Linked DNA regions of Rattus norvegicus: region 1 is linked to region 2. Evidence: chromatin contacts called from public Hi-C data. All regions are on one chromosome and are shown on one strand. The core of a region is the stretch at or near the end of the contact, and the rest is flanking DNA. Distances in the headings are between cores, read along the strand shown.

The links. A called contact is a pair of places that touch in the nucleus more often than the background predicts.
Region 1: a Hi-C map of Schwann cells shows a contact between it and region 2, with 12 times the contacts expected there. The contact joins the promoter of Sipa1l2 here to the enhancer-like site in region 2. A contact is called at or near these places in 2 of 12 Hi-C or Micro-C datasets (Schwann cells and psoas muscle).

Annotation. Positions count from the first base shown.
Region 1 is chr19:70,435,794-70,440,363 of GRCr8, reverse strand. Sipa1l2 (signal-induced proliferation-associated 1 like 2) reads left to right here and starts at 2,591. Exons shown (of 23, transcript NM_001009704.2): 1 at 2,591-2,745.
Region 2 is chr19:70,147,802-70,152,438 of GRCr8, reverse strand. No RefSeq gene overlaps it. Among named protein-coding and RNA genes, the nearest start is that of Disc1, 240 kb to the right of the region's middle. Within about 2 kb of position 3,103, at least 5 of the 93 cell types and tissues checked have an H3K27ac peak or open chromatin away from gene starts, as enhancers often do. A contact at or near this core is called in Schwann cells, where this site is marked.

The DNA.
Region 1 (4,570 bases), core at 1,342-3,841, 290 kb before region 2:
AACCAAACAAACCAAAACCAAAACCCAAATGTTGCAGGTCCTGGCATTTGCTACTTTACTTACAAGGCCACACCCTGTTGTGAGAGGCTTCTACTGCGGTACACAGGGGAACATGTAAGACAAATGCCAACCACAAGCAAACAGGACTAACAGAGGAAGACAGCATCCTTGTGTGCATTACATAAGCAGAGACGCTGTGGCAGGCCAGAGGGCACGGCTGCTTCCCAGGCAGGCCCTGTGCCACCTCTTATTGGCACTGTCTCTTTATCTCCTCCTGTTTTAATTTTTTCCTTTTTTTTTTCCTGGAGCTGACGGTGGAACTCTGAGCTTTACACAGTCAGGCAAGTGCAGTTCAGCCAAGCTACACAACAGGCTCTCCTTCCTTTCCCAGCTGACAGCTCTGGCAAGGCCTTTGCTGCCCTCCCCAAAGTTGTTCTGCAGACACCAGCTCTCCTTGTGGGCACCAGAGCACCTCCCTGCTCTCAAACTGTTCCTTGTCCTGAAGCCTCCTATGGTGGCCACCAGCCCTTTGGGTCTATCATCAGACACTGAACTATGCACAAAACCAATACCCGTTTGTTCCAGATTATGACTGTTCGTTTGGAATAAAAGAAAGGCTATAAGAGGAAGGTTTTAGTAGAAAGGGAAAGGAGGAAGTAAAGGTGAGGCTCCATATCTTCACTAAGTTAGCCATTGGATTTTACTGCCCTGCCAGTATCCTTGTAGGTCAAATCTTGTGGCTCGTTAAGAAAATTAAACTGGCTTTACTGTGCTAAAAGGAAAACAGATACAAGCAGCAGGCAGGATAGCTGGCCAGCTCAACTCCTTGGATTGGCTGGCACGGCTTTGAAATCTTAAGAGTGATGTAGGAATTACTTCATCAGAAGTTTAAAAAAAGTGTAGAAGAATTGTAGGGCAAGGGTTCCTAGAGCCTGCTTCCTTAAGAATTCCCAAGGTAATGAGGTCTTTGAAGGGCAGGGAGGGAGACTTGGGGGACAGTGACAGGAGATGATGAACCTAGGATATAGCTCACACTACCTTTCATTTGCTTGAGAGATCGCTTGCAGTCATGCATGTTCACTGCGTGAATGCAATGCCCAGAGAGGCCAGAAGAGGGCGTCTGATTCCCCTGGAACCGGAGTTACAGATGGTTGTGAGCTGCCACGGGGAGCCTGGTACAGCAGCCAGATCCTTGGCAAAAGCAAGGAGTGCTCTTAACTGCCGAGGAATTTGGCTCACACTGGCTTTTAGACAAGCTCAGTTGAATACTACATGGTTGGTATTTTTCTCTGAAACTTCAGCAATCTCCTTATCCTCGCCAAAAGAGGCATTTTATATTTGTTTTCTGTCAGACACCTGAGCCCATGGCCATGCCCTGCCTTCCTCTCTGGTGCTGTATTCCAGTCTCTGCCTGGGTTTAACCTGCACCCCCCCCACCCCACCCCCTACCACCACCACTAACAGAGCAGGGGCTGATAAAAGGGCTTCCCAGGAAGCACAAGCAGCACGGGTCGTTTATCCCGTGTTTGTGGAATGCATACACAATTTCGCAAACACTAGGTATAGGGAGACCATCCGGAAAGACCTCAAAGTCTGGAAATCTCGGGAGCTTAGTAATGTCATATCCGGGTTGCCGGCATGTTTTACCAGGCCCATTCCTACGCGTTGTTCCGGTATTATAAAATAATACATAAGAAATTGGACAATGTGCACCGGGAGAAATACCGCTTGGGTGGGGGCCCACTGTTTAAACTTCATCAGGGTGTGTGCCCGTAGTAGGAAGCACGGCGAAGGGGAAGGAGAGATAACATTATTAACATTTATCTCTCCCAGGGAGGAGTTCAAAGTCCCAAACAAACCGGATCAGGACTCTGGGGACGCAAGGTGAAGCCGGCTCGGAAAATCCTGCCACTGGCTCTGGCCTTATTTACTGCTCCTCCCGCCTGTGCGGATGCAGGTCAGAACAGAGCCCAACGCAGGTCTTCTGCAGCGGGCCGCAGGTGAGGCTCCCGGCGGGGATAGACAGGGCCGGAACACCGAGAGCAGGCGTGGACTGGCTCTGGGCACAGGTTCCCCGGCCCGCGCAACTGTGGCTTGCACTTTTGCGTCAAGCGCGTCCCCCAGGCTTCACCAGGCTTGGCGACTCTCAGGGGTCCGGATATGGTGCAAGCATTGTAGGGCTGAGAGTCCACACCCGAAGAGCATTGGTCGCTCCGAGGGAGCCCCGGGTTGCGAGCACTCCGAAGCCGGTCGCCTGCCCCTGTAAGCTCAGGGCTCGCGCTCACTGCGACCGGGAGAACCGCTCCCCCGAGGACGCTCGCGCGCGCCCGACGGCGAGGGGCGAGTCTGGCCAGGAGGCGCGCCAGTGGGCGTGGGCGGAGCGCCCGGGGCGGGGCTTGTCCGACTGGCCAATGGGCGTGGGCGGAGCTCTAGGGGCGGGGACCGTCCGGGCACCGGCCAATGAAAGGGGGCGGCGCGCTCGGGGTGGGGCCTGTCGGGGCACCGGCCAATGGGCGGGGGCGGAGCGCGTGGGGGCGGTGCCGGGGCGGGCGGCGGCGGCGGGAGCCGGCTGCAGACGGAGCCGGGCGGCCGAGGACGCAGCGCGGCGCCTGGCGACAGCTCGAGCCGCGGGCGCAGCGGCCGCGCGGGGAGTGCGCCAATGGGTAGCGCGGGACGGCGGCGGGCGGCGAGGCCCTGGCTTCTGCGCGCCGGCCCTGGCGGGGCCCAGAGGACCGCCGCTCCGAGGTGCGTGCCCGGGGGAGGGGTGCGGGGTGCGTCCGATGGCGCGGTGCGCAGGGCGCGGGGACCGGACCTGCCGGGCTGCGCGCAACTTGCGGGCCGCTCCCCCGGGGCTCCCGCTCCTTTGTACGCGCGGGCTCGCGTCTCCGCGGGTGAGGACCGCGGTCCGGGAGCGACCGGCAGCGCCCGCACGTTCATTTGAGCCTGGTCGCAGTATCCCGAGGAATCAATTTCGGCTCGTCTCCCCGAGAGCGAGAGCAGAGGACAACTTGGCGTCACCCCTCGGGGAGACGTTTGTCGTCATTAACCGGCTTCGGCTACATTAATTCAGCCCCGGCCAACGTCAGAGCGGGCGAACGGACAGCAAGTGCGCCCTCAGGAATTGGGGCTCGGCGATACCTGATTTTGTTCAAAACAGGTCTTAGGCGCTTTGGATCCTGCTCAGAGTTGACTCGGTCTGCGCAAGGGTGGCTGGCTCTAAGAAAGAAGGCCAAGCAGCGAGGGGGGAAAGGGCAGAGTGAAAAACACCCCGAAACCCAAGTCACCCGCAGAAAACGGGGGGTCTTGATTATTCTCATTGGTTTTCCCAGTAACTTCAAAATAGTCCCAGAAATGTTCCTTTTGTCTGCGGTTTCACTTCTAAACTTTAACACTAGATGGCTTTCTTATGACGGGCATTTAATCCGCTGCCCGACTGAGTTTCCTGCGTCTGCAGCCTAGGCTGGGATTTATATTTATTTATTTAACGTCTTAACAAATTGGAACGAAAGGAAGAAACTATCCCAAACTGCTGCACTGTTTGAGACATACTACTCAACCCTGTAAGGCTTAAACTGGTTATTTTTTTAATTTTTTCCCCGAATATGGAAAGTGGGCTTTGGTCTCTAAAGATGAACGTGAGCGAGCTGCATTTTACTCCGCTCTGCATCGCGCGTTGACTTCTTTGGAGGATGTCGAGTTCTCGGGTGGGTTTGGTGATTACAGGTCGCATGGATTTCTGCGGGCTGTTAATCGCTGGCTGGGGTTAGTTTAGAGGTTTCCGGAACAGGCAGAGATGGGATCTAATACGGGTAGGGGGGGTGAGGGGTGGGGGGAACAGTCTATCTTCAATTTTGGGCTTGTGCAGGGCTGTTCATGCCTAAGGGTTGACCAGCGGCGTTTGAGGAAAGATCTGTAGCCCTGTGCGTCTGCCTGAGTCATACTGAGGATTGTGTCACAGACCTCTGCATTTCCTTCTCCCCTGGTGAGAGCTGGTTCGTCTTTTCCCAGCACTGCTCTTTAATGACTAGTACAGTCTAGTCATCAAACTAGCCCCTCTAGTTAACTGATCCAGTGGCCCCAGCAGGTTTTATGTTCTGGGTTAAGTACATTTTTTGTTTGTTTGTTTGCTTGTTTTGTTTTTTTGATTTTTGTTTTTTTTTTGTTTTTGTTTTGTTTTGGAGGGGGTCGGATCTGGGACGTAAACCTAGAGGCTTGGGTGTTTGGTAGACAAGCACCCTACCACTAAGCTACATTTCCAGCCTCGTTTATTGTTATTTCAAAACAGTCAGCCACTTTTTATTATTTTGAAAGAAGTCTCACTAAGCTGCTGAGGCTGACCTCACAGGGTAGCTCAAACAGGCTTTGAACTTGTGGTCCTCCCTGCCTCATGAGTGGCTTGGATGACAGGTGTGCTCTGCCACGCCCCAGTTCTTATTCAGTACTTTTGCTGTACAAGTTAACCTCACAGCTAGCCCGAGTCTTGCCCTAGTAGGCAGACTTATTAGCTAAAGAAATTGGAATTGGCCTTTATAGTTATTTCTTGTGGCTTGCCTGGCTTAAAATATGACAT
Region 2 (4,637 bases), core at 1,854-4,353:
GGCATTGGGTTTCTGAGCGATAGCCTGCTCCCACTTCCTGCCTGAGTGCTCCCACTTCCTGCCTGAGTGCTCCCACTTCCTGCCTGAGTGCTCCCACTTCCTGCCTGAGTGCTCCCACTTCCTGCCTGAGTGCTCCCACTTCCTGCCTGAGTGCTCCCACTTCCTGCCTGAGTGCTCCCACTTCCTGCCTGAGTGCTCTCACTTCCTGCCTGAGTGCTCTCACTTCCTGCCTGAGTGCTCCCACTTCCTGCCTGAGTGCTCCCACTTCCTGCCTGAGTGCTCCTACTTCCTGCCTGAGTGCTCCTACTTCCTGCCTGAGTGCTCTCACTTCCTGCCTGAGTGTTCTCACTTCCTGCCTGAGTGCTCCCACTTCCTGCCTCAGTGCTCCCACTTCCTGCCTGATTAGCACCTTGCTCCATCCCAATTGCCAGCTGCTCCTTGCTGAATTCTGTTGGATGTTTGGTCACAACCACAAGAAAGTAATGCATGTCAGATCTACTGGGGAAGCTGGACTTCATACCCCACGCTCCAGGCCTCCTGGGATGCAGATCTTGGGACAACTCATACCTCAGCCCTTGGCCCTGGCTCGGAGATGCTAGTCCCATCGTGGGCACCACTAGGTGCCATTCCCATCTGACAGGCAGGCCTTTCTCGGATGCCCTGGCACTGTTCCCAGGAGATAAAGATGCAAGCAGGACGGATTCGAGCCACTCTTTCTTCCTAAAATAAGCAATTCGTTTTTCAGGGAGCTATTTTTAAGTGCATTTGCTCCTTGGCAGCTGTTTCCAAAATGGCTTCGCCGGTCTGAGAATCTGTGATTCATCCCTGGGCTGGGCGAGGGATGGGGACATGGAAATTCCAGCGGGAGTTATAAATGTCACAGCTCATGCTGGAGGCTCCCCAGCCCCTCTGGGAAGCCAGAAGAGAGTGTCTGCAAATTCCACAGCCAGTGGGAAACAAGAGCTAGCATTCAGCTGGTCATGGGTCAAGTGCTCTTGCCTTGTCCAGTGTGGGAATTAGACAGTAGGAACCTGAAGCCCCAAAGTCTTCCTCAGTCTGGGGCCACCAGGTCCTGGCAGCTGCATTCTGCCACGTCCTTGTTTCCACAAGGTTGCTTTCCTTTCTTTTCCTGAGGGAAATACTCTAGAAAACAGTAAAGCCACTGTAAGATCTTTGAATTTTGTCATGATTTTCACATGTGATATAAAATATTCCAAACTAACTGTGGAGAAAGAGAATGCTGGCCAGCTGTGTGGTCTTCCCGTTCTGGGTTCACCATCAGTTTCTGACTCTGAGAGAGCCCTGCAGCCTTGAGTGTACTAGGCAAGCACTCCACCACAAGCTGCATTCTGGCTCTATATCGTTTTATCTTTAATTCTGTGCACGTGTGTGCACATGAGTGTAGTTGCCTGTGGAGACCAGAAGAGGGCGTTGGAGTCCCTGGAGCTAGAGTTCCTTCTACTTTACTGCCTGACCTCCAATACAATTTTCAAGTTCCTGCTGTATGATTCCCACGCCAGGCAAGGCCAGAGTACTTGATCCCTAACCAGTCAAACTCGGCTTTTCTCCTCCCATTGTGAAGTTTTCAGACGCTCACCGGGGACTTCTCAGAGTGCTGAGCGACCCCCAAGCACGAACTGTGGCCCTGGCAGGAGCCAGATACATGCTTTCTGGGAATGAGAATGAAATTCACAATAAGTCAAGCTCAACAACGAACTCCTGCCTCTGTCTCGGAGACCTTTTCTCTGTGTGTGTGTTTTACACAAGCAGCCCCTGCAGGAGTCCGTGATTCCACAAAAACCAGCCCTAAAAGACAACCTTCCCAGCTCCAGACACTGCATACTGTGGGTTCCAGATGCCGGACTGTTCTCAGAAAAGCCTCAAGTCAGAACCCTCAGGAGTGTGGAATTCCCAGCAGAGGATTTCCTGGCTTGTTTTGCTTTGTTTTCTAGTTACCATTTTTAATCCTTTAATTCTAAAGTTTCTTAGAAAGCACCAGGGCCTTCCTTTCAGGGAAATGGACAAAGTATAATATCTTTTAAGGGGAAATTAAGAACTTCCTGGGCTAAAGTTAGAAGCATTTATCCAGGCTCATGGGTGGGAAATAAATCCAGAAATTGTGAATCTGGTTTGAGGCCCTCAGGGCTCTTTAGATACCAACTTGAGTAGGGAAGCAAAGAGAGCTCCAGGAAATGAGGCTGTCAGATGCCAGGGATGAAGGGCCAGGTAGTAATATAATGACCTGTCACACTGGCCAGGAGCCTTCCAAATGAACAGGACCAGGTGGGAAGTGGGGCGGGGAACAGGGGTGGGGCGGGGCAAGGAGCAGGGCGGGGCTCAGGAGTGGGGTGGGACACAGGAGCAGGGCGGGGCACAGGGCGGGGCACAGGGCGGGACGGGGCACAGGAGCAAGGTGGGGCACAGGGGCGGGGAACAGGGGTGGGGCGGGGCACAGGAGCGGGGTGGGGCGGGGCACAGGGGCGGGGCGGGGCACAGGGGTAGTGCAGGACTTGGAGGCTTCAGTTGTGATCAGGCTCAGAGAACAGATTGCTTAGGGGAGTAGCCCGTCCCCTCGGGTCATTCTGTGGCAATTTAGAGACGACCCTTCCTGCCTCTATCTCTGGAGCAGCTCCCAGTGTCCTGGGAAGTTACACAGTTAAAAGCAGTTACGCTGAGTGACTCACAGGCACGCAGGTATGTGTACACGCGTGCACCTATGCATCTATAGGTCAGGCTCTTTTATCTCCAAGTACCACAGTCTACAAAGGAAATGGGTTCCAGACCACAGCTAATGCTAACCTAGCAGGTCCAGAGATCTGAGGTCTGCAGAGGGCAGACTGCATGGCAAAGTGTTCATCCCAATTCTGATGCTTCACGACTGTTGTTTAAACTTTTAACAAGGTGGAGACTTATGTTCCACCCAGAGAGAAGGAGGGCCTGGGAACATGAGGGGGTACTCTTCCCACCTCCAGAGTTTGGACATGCTCCTGTGGGGGCTGGGCCTTGCCTATGTTTTCTTCCCTGGCCTTGGTTCAGGAGGCGGAGGGTGACAGAACCAGACAACAGGCCCCTTGTTCTAGGCTGGTGTGGGGAGCAGAGGCATGGTGTTCCAGGAGGAGATGACCACATCCTAGCGGCCAAAGCCGGACCTGCCACCCCAGGCGAGGGCTAAGAACACTCCAGTGCAGCCATTAGAAGTTCAGGCTCCCCAAGAACTTAAAATAAAAACTCAGTGCACAGGCAGAAATAATCAAAAGGTGTGGGGGGGGGAAGAATTGCATAAAGAGTGGATGGAAATGTTTACAAATTCTGTGTCTGATAAGAGCTTAATATCCAGGGACCAGTGAGATGGCTAACAGGTAAAGGCTTGCTGCCAAGCCTAGGGACCTGGGTTCAATCCCTGGTAGAGAAAGAGAACCAACTCCTGAAGGTTGTTCTCTGCCTGCTGCACATGCGTTGTGGCCCACATGCATTTACATGTTGCCCACACGCAATAAATAAATAAATAAATAAATAAATAAATGTAATAAAAATTAAGAAGAAGAGTTTAATTTCCAGAACATAATAAAAAAGACAAAACTTTAAAAGAGAAAAAAAGATGACTTAATTTTTAAAAAGAAATGCATAATGGTCTTGAGAGACATCTCCCCCAAAATGAGGTATCAGAATGGCCAATCAGATACTCGGAATTGTCGATCACTGGAGATATATGCATATCAAAACTGTGTGGATTCTTACAAGCTAGGATTACTTGCTACAGGAAAGAAAGGACTGAGTGGATCCATGGAGAAACAGGGTTTCTTCTGTGCTCCTGGGGATAACCCCTACTGGCATGCCGGCCAAGGGAGACAATGTAGCAGTTGGCTTCAAAATGTAAACAGAGGGCTGAGGGAGATGGCAAGTGTTCAGACTCTCCGTCCACATACGAAGCCATGCACAGTGGCGCACCTATGTAATCCCAGTGCTGGGGTCAGAGACAGGAGTGTCCCTGGGCCTTCCTGGCCAGCTAATCTAGCTGAAGTGGTGAGCTGTTGGTTCATTGAAGGAATCTTGTCTCAAAAATTAAGGTGGGGCATGAGCGATGAAGACACCCAAAGTTGACCTCTGGCTTCCACAAGTGCATGCACAAATAAGAGAGAGTGTGTTACATGCACACCCCCCCACACACACTCACACCCACACACACGCACAGCACACTTACATACCTCCTCCTCCTCCTCAGCAGAGCTAAACATATGCTGTTGTAAAATTATAAAAAATAAAATGCTGTCTTTTATCCCGCTCTAGATCCGGCACCACAGTGCCCCAAGATATCCGGTAGACATCTTAAGTCTCAGTCAGCAAAGGCTCTCACACACTTTGCTCCATCCCATATCATACTGCTGAAGGCCTCTCTCTGAGCCTGGCAGCAATCTCTCTACCTATCTAGTTCCCTAAGGCAGGTTTCCATGCCAGAAACACACATCCCAACTCCATGGCGTCCCACACACTCTCCCAAAGTCAAATCGCCACGTGAAAGAACACACAACACAATAACCTTTGATCCAATTGGTAAGATACAATTGCCCACCCAATCATACAAAGCCCTGTACACATCCATCCCTTAAGAACATTCATCACAACCTGTAAAGGCGCAG